Linked DNA regions of Sus scrofa: all the other regions are linked to region 3. Evidence: chromatin contacts called from public Hi-C data. All regions are on one chromosome and are shown on one strand. Each heading gives the region's core, a stretch centred on a gene start, on an enhancer-like site or on the middle of the called end of the contact. The rest is flanking DNA. Distances are from core to core; before and after follow the strand shown. Region 1 has its middle 69 kb from the start of TNFSF15. Region 2 overlaps TNFSF8 (TNF superfamily member 8). Region 3 has its middle 360 kb from the start of TNC.

The links. A called contact is a pair of places that touch in the nucleus more often than the background predicts.
Region 1: a contact with region 3 is called in a Hi-C map of embryonic fibroblasts, with 2.1 times the contacts expected there. The contact joins two enhancer-like sites. A contact is called at or near these places in 2 of 47 Hi-C or Micro-C datasets (embryonic fibroblasts and fetal skeletal muscle).
Region 2: a Hi-C map of embryonic fibroblasts shows a contact between it and region 3, with 2.0 times the contacts expected there. The contact joins two enhancer-like sites. A contact is called at or near these places in 7 of 47 Hi-C or Micro-C datasets (brain, embryonic fibroblasts, fetal skeletal muscle and 3 more).

What each region holds. Positions count from the first base shown.
Region 1 is chr1:255,279,017-255,282,724 of Sscrofa11.1, forward strand. No RefSeq gene overlaps it. Among named protein-coding and RNA genes, the nearest start is that of TNFSF15, 69 kb to the right of the region's middle. Within about 2 kb of position 1,930, at least 7 of the 83 cell types and tissues checked have an H3K27ac peak or open chromatin away from gene starts, as enhancers often do. A contact at or near this core is called in embryonic fibroblasts, where this site is marked.
Region 2 is chr1:255,442,151-255,446,113 of Sscrofa11.1, forward strand. The region is part of intron 2 of TNFSF8 (TNF superfamily member 8); the gene reads right to left. Among named protein-coding and RNA genes, the nearest start is that of TNFSF8, 15 kb to the right of the region's middle. Within about 2 kb of position 1,806, at least 9 of the 83 cell types and tissues checked have an H3K27ac peak or open chromatin away from gene starts, as enhancers often do. A contact at or near this core is called in embryonic fibroblasts, where this site is marked.
Region 3 is chr1:255,991,320-255,995,390 of Sscrofa11.1, forward strand. No RefSeq gene overlaps it. Among named protein-coding and RNA genes, the nearest start is that of TNC, 360 kb to the left of the region's middle. Within about 2 kb of position 2,597, at least 1 of the 83 cell types and tissues checked has an H3K27ac peak or open chromatin away from gene starts, as enhancers often do. A contact at or near this core is called in embryonic fibroblasts, where this site is marked.

The DNA.
Region 1 (3,708 bases), core at 680-3,179, 710 kb before region 3:
TCTGTGCTAGTTTTGCCCTCACACCTCAAACGGCAAAAGTTACAGCCAAGTGAATGATAAGTGCCTCCTTAAGATGGAAAAGGCATCAGATTTGAGCAGAAAACGATTCATCACCATCCCCGGTTTCAGGCATCATTTGGGTCTCTGACCATATCACTCATGGACACGTGGGAATTATTGTAAATATCCAAAGACAGACAGGGAGCAGAGGCAGCAGAGCTGGGTCTCAAATCCAGGTCTGTCTTACTCCAAAGCCTTTAGTTCTCCTAAACATCATATTGTTTCCTGAAGGAGGAAACCTCAAATGTGCTCCCAACCTGATGTCACTTCCTATCTGACTGTGATTACAAATATACACCTGTATTGCTAGAATGAAGCAGAGGGGGAACAAAAATGCTTAGAATGGGCATGAACATTCAATTTAGAAGTGACTTTGGGAAGACACTGGGCTTACACCCAAACAGAACATTTTATGATTTTGACCTCTACTTCTGGAGTGATGTCCCACACCCTGCTGGAATTTAGCTAAGGGATGATAAAAATTGTCTTCCCAGTGGGGCTGGATTTAAGAGTGTGGACTCTGAGGTCGGGTGGACGTGGCTTCAAGTTCTGTCACTTATGAGCTGTTTGATCTTGGATGAGTGAACTTTGGTGATCTTCAGTCTTTTTTATCTGTAAAATGGGGATAATTAATATTGCCTTCTGCAGAGTGTTCTGGTGGGGGTTGGGTTAAGCCATGCAAACCTTTTAGAATAGTGTTACTGTAAACAATACCCGATATTGTCATTTTGAGTAGTAGTAGAAAAAGAAATAGAGGATTGAAGCAGACTAAGCTTCAGGGTCCTATCTAGAAACAGTAGGAATACCCAAGTGGGTGATTAAAATTCTGCACATTTTTGTGAGGTTTGTGATCTGAGTAGAAGTTCACAAGATTGTCTCAGTATCCTTGCAAGGCTGGCAGGACCTTCCCTGTTACCCGTGAAAGAGCTGGTATTCAAGGTCCCATCTGCCCACTCTAGGGACAGAACTCAGGTGGCTTATTTGAGCCCTACCTTAAATGAGATCTTCCCTCTCACCTGTTCAGGTTCCAAAGGGATTTAAAGGAAAACAAAACAAAAAACCTCTAGGAATTGTCCTGAATGGGACATTTCCTCTCCACTGCAAAGACTCAACACAACCCACTTCTTTTTAGATTGATTAATATGGCTAATCGGGCACCGTTAGCATGTGGGGTCTTATATATATGTCGGGTTCAGGTTGGCAGCTGTGTTGATGTGAAGGTGATTTGCTTTTAATTCCTCTCAATTGTTTTATTTTCATAGGCTGTGGGAGAGATTGGGGTCTGAAAAAAAGGGCTTCTCCAATTTGTGCAGAAATCAGACATTCTCTTGTTCTTTTCTCTTAGAATTATCCAGTCATGCTTGAGAACACTTTAAATTTCTAAGAAGTTGCCATAGTTATAGCTTGGATTGTTTATTGAAATCAAAACATTGACATGTTAGGTTTTAAAAAGAAGTAACAACTTTTTGACAGTATAACTGGGTTGGGGAAATTACCTAGTCTTGGGCAGAGTTCAGCTAAAGTGCTACTGCTGATAGCAGGGCTGAGCTGTGCCAAGGGTTCAGGGATATGTGGACACTGAGCCCTGAGGGTTTCTGTGTTTCACATCAAAGAGAATGACCTCTGCTCTGGGTGGGCATTAGGGGCTGGGGGCTGGTCCTAGCTCTTGTTCTTGGTATGACCTCAGGCAAGTCACTTTTCCTCTTGGACCTTTATCACTGTTCCATATATAAATGAGGATGTTAGACCAAACAGTCTCAAAGATCCCTTTCACTTCTGGAATTTTAGGATTCCATGACTTTGCTTTTTGTAGCCTTGTAGCCCATTTGAAAACCATGCCCTTTCCATTTAAATCCACCAGAGGGCAATACGACCCATATTTTGACCCTGCCCCTGGTCTGAGAGGCCTGATCACCAAGCTAAGCATCGTGGAAGGGGAAAGATTGACCCAGTCCCTGCCTTTCATGGGAGGTAGATGGAAGAAGACACTATTTAAGTTGACCATTAGGTCTGCAGCTGACAAGGGGTTTTCACATCTATCGCCCTTTTTTTTTACCCTGTGGATAAAGGCCTAGAAATTTGCCATTTTATTTTATTTTAGTATTCTTACATTATTATTGTTTAAAAGATGTAAAATTTTCTAAATTTTGTAAAATTATAGCTAATTTACAATGTTCTGTCCATTTCTGCTGTACAGCGAAGTGACCCAGTCATCTGTATACATACACATTCTTTTTCTCACATTATCCTCCATCATGTTCCCTCGCAAGTGACTAGATACAGTTCCCTGTGCTATACAGCAGGATCTTATTGCTCATCCACTTTGCATCTACTAACCCCAAACTCCCGTCCATCCCACTCCCTCCCCCTCGGCAACCATTAGCCTGTTCTCCAAGTCCATGGGTTCGTTTCTTTTCTGTAAATAGGTTCATTTGTGCCATATATTAGATTCCAGGTATGTGATATCATATGGTATTTGTCTTTCTCTTTCTGACTTACTTCACTTAGTATGAGAATCTCTAATTTCATCCATGTTGCTGCAGATGGCATTATTTTGTTCTTTTTTATGGCTGGGTAGTTTCCATTGTGTGTGTATATCACATCTTCTTAACCCATTTATCTGTCGATGGACATTCAGGTTTTGATTTCATGTCAGCTCCCTGGGGCCAGATGCTATCTTCCTATTTCGCATGCCTGGGAGCCAAGGCCCACAGTATTGAAAGGACCTGCCTTGGGTTTCCAGTGGTGGACTTATCTCCTCATTCCACACTCAGTCTCTCCGATCATTTTCCAGTGGACTTCAGCAGGCTACCACTGTTGAGCTGAGAAGACAGTTTACATACAGGTTGACTGTGGCAAAGTTTGAATCCATATTCAGTAGGGTCAGGGGTAGGAACTGAGCTGAATAGGTAGACTAAAGCTTCTTTTGGGACTAAATGAACTGTAAAACGTGGTAGTTGACAGGAGCTCTAACAGTCCTGGTTCTAAGTTGCAGACAACAGAATTCACTCTGTTGAATTTTAGTAGCAAATTTAAGTAGCAAAGAATTTTCACATGGATTTTAGGAAACTCTGAGACTCCAGGAGGGCCAGAAAGCAAGAATCTGAAATTTGTGTAGCCAAAACAATGATCAATACCACTGTGGGGGCTTTCCTAGGGAAAAAAAATTCCCTGCCATAGCTGCTTGGCACTTCTGATGTTTGAGACTGGGTACCGCCATGGAAATTACTGTTGATTAAGGCCCTTCTGTGTGGGGCTTAATATCTTATCTCAGTTGATCCTACAGGGCTGGTGTCATTATCTCTCATTTACTGATGCTTGCTCAGTTAAACCCAGGCCTCTCTGATTTCAAAGTCTGGATTCCAACAGAAAGAGAGGATGTAGATGTTAGGCTGGAGTTAGGGTCTATTCCCAGTCCTGAGAGGATGAATTCAGGAGAAGTTCCTGGTATTTCTTACTGCCTTTGTAATGCTTTTTTTTCCCTAGTAACATGGAAGGAGAAGAATAGAAAAGAATGCTAAATTCTCATTTTTTTTCTTTGTTTAATCCTCTTCTGCCTTGGATAGACACAGAGACAAATAGAAATAGGCCCAAAGGAGGGGTGTATTTGACACTTTTTGGGCATTACTTGAATTTCTCTTGGAATAA
Region 2 (3,963 bases), core at 556-3,055, 550 kb before region 3:
TTCATGGGTGCGGAGACTGAACCCAGAGGGTCCGAAGGTCTGGCTCAAAACATGACAGTAGGTTAGTGGCACATCTGGGTTCAGAGCACAGAGTTCCTAACTCCTAGTCCAGCGCTCTGACTCCTATTTTTGGTCTTCCCGTGGAGCAGGGAGGGTTAAATATAGGAAGAAGTGGGTTTGCAGCCCCATTCACTCTGGACTAAAAAACTGCCCAGAGAGGGGAAGGTGCTGGGAAAAAGTAGCCTGGGAGAGCACTGGCAGGTGACTTCAGGGGTGACTTCAGGCCACTGTGCTGAACCCCACTGAGTCGTAAGTCAAAGGCAGTCAGGCTTCCATTAAGATGCAACAGTGCCCAAGGGGGCAAAACAGACTACCATTCCAGCCAGATTGTATGGGATCTGAGTGCCAGACACCTAGGCTGATAGCAGGGCAAAACAGATGCAGAGCATCTCAAAGAGAGCACCTGGGTTCTGGTCAGGGCTTTTAGCTTCAGACCTGTCACTTCCCCTTCCTGACCCTCAGTTCCTGCATCCGCAAAGCGGGGATGGTAACAGTCAACCCAAACGTATGGATGTTGCAAGGATGCAGTGGGATTGTGGATGTCAAGTGGCCGGTACAGCGCATGGCTTAGAGGAGACGACTAGCACATGGTAGCTCCCCTGCTCCCCTTCCCTGGTTGTTACAGTGGCACAGCTTAGCAATGCTGCTTAGCAGAGTGATCTGGCTGATAAAATGCCCATTTAACCAAAGTTTATGGGACTATCTGATGGGTTGGAGTTTCTCAGTTGTGTACCTAAGTGCTTGAGGCCATCTGATGTGTGAAGGATCCTCCTTGTACCTGTTGAAAATATGTTAACCCTTCCGAGAAGGAGAGGAATTATCCTAATGACTCTGCATGTACCATGTTCTGGCTTGTTAGTTTTGTTCCTTTAGGAAAATAGCTAGGAGAGCCCTACTAGTGACAACGAGGGGGAGTCTCTCCATTATCAGTCAAGTTTTGAATCAAAATGAATCTTTAAGGTAAAGGTCATTTCAGCTGGCTTCAATTTGACCGTTTCCTTGATGTCACCAGGCTAGCTAGTGATGGAGAAACTCCAGGATGGGCTGTTTGTTAAACAAAGGACAGCCAGGTGACTGTGGATTTACAGAGAGCATTTGGGTAATAGCCAGTCCAGCATGCTCAGTGTTAAACACAGGGAAAGTCAAATTGAGATCAAGTTGAAATTCATTTGAATCCCCTAAAGGTTACTTAGGATTTGGGGGGTCTTTTCAATCCTGATCTGTTACTGTATGTAAGATAAAACTATGTGACTCTATGAGTATTTCCTCACATTTCATTTATACTAAATGCAAATTGAATTGATGATATGGCGGGGGTATTTAAGAAGCACCTTTAAAGTCTAATTTATAAGGTGAGGTGCATTTGGAGTCATATGTTGAAACCTGTTCATGTTTCAGATAACTTTAAGATACACCTCCTAGCTATTTAGATATGGAAGTATGCCTGCATACTTTGAAAAGTAGGCTTGGGTTCAGATTCTTCCTCTGCTACTTACTGAGTTGTGTGGCTTTGCACAAATGACTCAGCCTCTTTGGATGCTCTCAAAAGTGGGGGTAATAATAACCTCTCTTGGAAAGTTACCAGGAGGATTAAGTGGGATAATGTGTAACAGAGAGGTTGTGTCCATCATCCAGAGTCCACTGCGTGATGGTTGGCTCCCATGGCCTGGCCCCGAGCTTGCACTGCTCGGCTTGTAGGCATTTAAGCCAACACGTGTAGTGTCCAGAGAGCTTGGGTGAAATACGTGATGAAGCCAGTTTGAGGAACTGGCCTGCTTTCCCTCCCTCTTTCCCTTCTTCCCTCTGCTCCTCCCTCCTTCCACTACTTCTCTCTTTCTTTCTTCCCCCTTCTCCAAAGTATTTGAAAGATGAGAATTTTTTTTCCTCTGGATTTAGAGACTTGTGATTTGTATGTGCTAAATCTGAGTATAAATTGTAATGTTTCTCAGTGATCTGAAGTTTTTTCCTTTTCCTCCCCTCCCCTCCTGTCTCCCCTCGACCCCACCCCATCTATTCCTCCCTCCCCTCTTTCCTCGTGATGATGAGGGGTGAGGGGTAGGGATTAGGTACACATTACATGGCTCTAGCACTCTGGGTGGCCCCCTGTTCTACCTTATTCTCAGTGGCCCATTTTCTAGTTTATTTCTTATACAGAGATTTCTGATACCTGTTGGCTCTGCCTTAAGAAAAAGACAGTTTAAGTGTGAGTTTTGAGTGAGCAGGTTTAAAGTAAATGGAGCAGCAGATAAGCTCTTTGAGGCCTGTGATTGTCTGAAAAGCAGTTATCCCCTGAGCAGGAGTACCCCTGCTGCTGTGGGAAAAACTACAACAGCTGGTGGATTGGGGAAGCTAAGATCCAGACAAGTCCGTCTGAAAGAAGTGAGGTCTCTGCTATTTTCAGTCTTTCTCGGGGAGGGGGCTGCAGCTTCTCTACCTGCCTCTTCTGCCACCAGTGTCGTGTCATGGTGGTGCTGCCACCACAGCTCGTCGACATCAGGGATAGCGGGGTTTGGTGAGTAGCCTGATCCTTGGTTTGGTTTCACTGCCTTCAGTGGGTAGCTTGTATTGTTCCCTTGGAGTGGGGGGGCTCCTTAGTTAGTTAGAGAGCCCGCCTTACTCGATCTCTTTTAACAGCTATGTTTTCTTTTTAGTAGGAGGAGTGGGAAGGAGGGGAGCCTGCACAAATTGTAAATTGTTAGACTGGTAAAATGGTCAAAAATCCTAATCCTATTTGTTTCATTCGTGGAATGTTATATCCAGAGCAAAATCCACGCCAGGACAGGTCAGCTGGTTTGTCCCCCTCACTTCTGGTATTTTCAACAACAGGAAATTCCAGCCCTGGAGACGAAGTCCCAGGGCTGGAATCTAGGTATCACAGAGTTTAGCCCAGTTCTCTGCATTTTGTACCTCATCTTCAGCAGGAGACCGATTCCATGTGAGGGCAGGGGATGCTCAGAAGGGGTTCGAGACCCCTTCACATGGTCTGCCCACCGTTTCCACTTCCTCAGGGCCTCCAGAGACCTCTGGATGCTGGGGGCCACTTGACCTTCCCAGGAAAGACAGACTCTTCTACCTGGCAGGCTCTAGGGAGCAGGGAATCACACCAGGTCTCATGACTCCTCAGCCGCAAAGCTGGGGCCTGAACTTAGCCTCAGATCCCCTGCTCATGGCCCTTTGGGCCCCACTGCTCCGTGGTTGCCCTAGTGACCCTCTCTGTCCAGAGCTCCTCAGCAGAGAGAGTGCTGCAGTGACAGGAAGACAGACAGCTGCAGGAGCAGGTGCCGAGCTAGTGATCAAGGGCCTTGGAAGGATTCCTAGCCTGGGGCACCAGGAGGAGCCCTGGCAGGAAGAATTACCTGACCTTAAGGTCCAGGTTAAGCCAAAGGGCTCCAGGGCAGATCAGCCTGGATTTTGTTAGCAAGTCAGTAAACCTCTCTGTGCTCGGGTTTCCCTGCTTATAAACTAGAACTGATAATTATCCTCAGGGCTTGTTGTGAGACTGCATGAGTGAATCACCAAGCACTCAGCCCAGTGCTTGGCACCGAGTGAGTTGCCCCATCCGTGTTTGTGGTTTTCACTCCACCAGATCCTTCCTTACACATGCCTCGTAAGGGAATAAAAGAAAAACTGATTTGAAAGCTGTCTACAGAATTCCCCTCATGCAGGTAAGAACTGATAATTGGTTGTTGGGATGTTGGGAAGTCCTGGGGCTGAGACCAAGGCGACCAAACTCATTTTGCAATAAAGTCAGTAGAATTTGAATTTCAGCAGAGTTTGCGAGGGGAAGTGATGGGGTGGTGAGAACAGAAAGAGGACATAAAAAAGGTGAGAGGGAGAGTGGGTCAGTATGCATGGCGGAGAGCTGACGCCCAGGGAGGAACATGGTCCCTGAGAAAGCCCCGG
Region 3 (4,071 bases), core at 1,347-3,846:
AACCATAAATATGCCATATACACTTAAAACCCAACTGTCTGGAGTTGAGGTAGTAAAGGGTAACTTGAGATTAGACTGATTTCTTTTTTAAACAGGGGCACCATAACATCATACATGGTCATGTGTGTTATGCTAAGGATTTCACTTTTTTATCCTAGGAGCAACAGGAATCCCCAAAAGGGCTTAAGAAGAGGAGTTGATCAGAATTTAGTTTTAAAAGATGAGTGTCTCTGTTGTGGTTGGTTTTGTTTTTAAGAGAATGTGGCTATTTTCCACACTACCAGAAGGCAAAAACCGTATTCAAGATTCCTATAGCATCCAGCAAAGTGGCTGGCATATAGTAGGCGCTTAGGGTTGTTGCTGAAATAATGAAAGAAAAATGGTAACCACTAAGATTTATTGGGCACTAGAACAGGCACATAGATACACATTCTATCGTTCTATCAATGACCCACCAAAATAGCCATTGCTCTGTCAGTTGAGAGATTAGAAGACTAGAATACAGAGAGATATCACTTGGTGTTAGGAATAGTTAGGTAAGCCAGGATTCAAACTTGGTCTAGAGTATTCTTGAGAGTCACAACAACATGCCCTGATTCATGTTATACCACGTGGCTTCTCATGAAAGTTGCTTCCCAGTGCAGTCTCTGAGTAAATGAGAGTTTTTGCCTAGTGTTCCAATTTTCTAGGCACTGCAGATCCTCCTCACCTGATGCCTCTTCTGACACCATCATCATTCTACCCAGTCACCCATCTGTCTTACTGTTGCAGTTCCCTCCAGCCCAGTGGACAGCCTTCTTCTCATCATCAATTCCAAAACCAGCCCCCAGTGCTTGATCACCACTCAAAGTTCCTAGATCCTAGTCAACTTGCTTCTAAACCAGTGCCAAACAGCCCTGGACCTTCATTCCCCTTATCAGGCAATCAGAAACAACCCACTCAAGGGTTCTAGAAGGTCACCCCCAACATGTAAAGTGAAATCTATGCTACAGTGTTTTTTCTTTTCCTTTTTCTTTCTTTCCAGCTTTATTAAGACAAAGTCAATTTGATACATTTAGATGCTGCAAAATGATTACCATTATAGTGTATCTTATCACCTAATTATCATTTTTTTGTGGTGAGAACATCTAAGATCTATTCTCTTAGCAATTTTAAGGTGTGTAATACAGTATTATTAACTATAATCACCATGCAGTACATTAGATTCCCTGAACTTACTCATTTAATAACTCAGAGTTTGTACCCTTTGGCCAAAAGCTTTCCATTTCTCCCACCACCAGCCCCTGGAAACCACTGTTCTACACTCTGTCTCTATGAGTTTGGCTTTTTTTAGAGTCCACATATAAGTGACATCATACAGTATTAATCCTTCAGTTTTTTTTTTTTTTTTTTTTTTTTGTCTTTTTAGCTACTTCTTGGGCCGCTCCCACGGCATATGGAGGTTCCCAGGCTAGGGGTCGAATTGGAGCTGCAGCCACCGGCCTACGCCAGAGCCACAGCAACGCGGGATCTGAGCCGCGTCTGCAACCTACACCACAACTCACCGCAACGCTTGATCCTTAACCCACTGAGCAAGGGCAGGGACCGAACCCGCAACCTCATGGTTCCTGGTTGGATTGGTTAATCACTGCGCCACGACGGGAACACCCCTTCAGTGTTTTGAACTCCATATTTTCTATGATGTTTTCAAACCCCATGTATTAAGAATTGCTTTGGCTCCTAGTAAGAGAAACTCAAAACCACATGTTGGGAGTAAATCAGGAAGTTTGTTATTCCTATATAACAAGAAGTCTGGAGGTCAGCGATCAAGGCCTTCTACAGCTACTACAAGATGCCTACAGGAACAACCTGTCTTTCTTCAGTATTACATGCCACCAAAGTGGCCAAACCACTTCTAGTAATACAATCATGGTCTAGACAAGAAGAAGGGGATGGACATAAAAAAAGGTAGATGCTTGCTGAGTGGACTCCTTTTAAAAACCATTCTCCAAAACCCTACCAATAGCTCTGCTTATGTCTGATTGGCTAGGACCTAGTCACGTGGCCACTCCCAGTAATTGTTTTTAGTTGGTTGTTGATATTTTCACATCAAAGCCATCATTTGTCAAGGTCCTCTCTCTATATTATTTCATTTACTCCTTGGAACAGACCTTTTAAGAAAAGTATGAATTGTAGGTATAAAGTCTTTTCTACATGACTGTGGAGCTCTCTGGGATCTCTTCTGCACGGAACTATTTTCTACATTTTCTGTTTCTTTTGTGAATGCACAGCCTCATTGAAGCCTAGTGTTGGTATGAGATAGATATCACTTGTTGTTCTCACTTTCCCAGATCATGCAATTGAGGCTTATGAAGAAAGGTCACTTGATTAAGGGCACATGGTTAATATATGGTATTTCCAGAGTTCCAACCAAGGTCAGTCCGACTCTGAAGCCCATGGATTTTTCCATTCTGATACATTGCCATGTCTGAATCTGTCTAGCTAAGGAGGAAGTCCATCCTTAAGGCATGCCAGAATCATTTCTTACCAGCCTCTCACAGGCCCCGTGCTGACTAATAAATGCCTACACACATCTGCATCACTGTTTCCCATCAGTCCCTGCCTCCGTGCTTTCCTCAGATCTATTCTAAAGGCCCCCAAAGGACTGACACATTTCATCTATGCAGACAAACTGGGAGCAAGTTAAAGGAGGACATAGGGATGGATGGGAATATTGAGCCAGGGTAGGAAAAAAAATTAACATTCCCAACAATTTTCAGTTGGCAAGAAGTGATTTTTCCATGGGCATTTTTCCTCTTTCAATTTTGTAATTCATGTTTATTTTCAGTGAAATTCAGCCCATCTGTATCTGATTCATTCACACTTAATTCATCAGCAGACAGCTCCGTCAGAGAAAAAATTCCGATGTGCCTCTAGCGTTTTACTATAGACCCAATCGGGGTCTGTCCAGAATGCCAGGGCAAGGTGGCCTGTGAGAAACGGGCAGAAAAGCAGGTGAAGCAGGTTCACCGCACCCGCCCCCCGACAATATGCACAGCCCTCTGTTTTCTCTTTGTTGTAGGCAGCTCTGGTGGTCTTCTCCATTATTTTGTAATTGGGCTTATGCACGGATCTTTCCCACTCGGCTGGCTCCATTTTGACTGACCATAAACATGCTCACATTTGTCTCCTTCTAAAACATGAAACAGACAAGTCACCTCCAAACACAAGGATCACAGACCACAGTGCCCTTTCCCACTGCCTTCATCCTCAAACACATTTCCACACCAGCTTCTCAGATATTTGCACTCTGCATTCACCACGTCCATTTTATTTCTCACTTCTCCACTGTGTACATCTGCCTTCGGTACCCAGCTGAGACCTTTAATGAAAGTCACTTTTCAATTGCCAAATCCAATGATTATGTCCTATCACTATGTGATTAGTGTCTCTGTTGCATTTGCTGCTGTTGACGGATCCTCCTTCCTTACATCCTCTTCTCTATCTATTGCTTTCCTTCCACCCCTCTTCTTCTTTCTTCCCTTTTTTTAGGTCTTATATATCTCCATTATTCCTTATTCTTAAAAAAAAAAATGTAACATTGCCCCCAAGACTTGATTGAAGGTTTTGGAGCTAGAATGTTGAGTGCAAAGCCCGCTGTGCCACTTCCAAATGTGTGACCTTGGGCAGGTGTCTTAAGCCTCTGTATGCCTCAGTTTCCTCAAATGAAAATTATGGAAATGTATAGTTCTTATCTAATAGAGTTTAATAGGAATTAAATTAATTTATCACCCATAATAATCTTAAAACAGTACCTAATATCATAACTACTCAATAGGTTTTACTCGATACCAAAACACACTCTATTGAGCTATAAATGCCTATATAATGGGATTGATGATAAATGGGAATGTATTCTAATACAATCATTGTGATTATTTTAAAATTATGTTGGATGCATACTCTAATCTATAGATTATGTTCAAGCCTATAGATGTAAAAAATTCCACATGGTTTTACATGTATTATATATGTATGTGTATTTAAAGATAGAAACTAAGATTAAATTGCCTAATATTATCAGTATTTTAT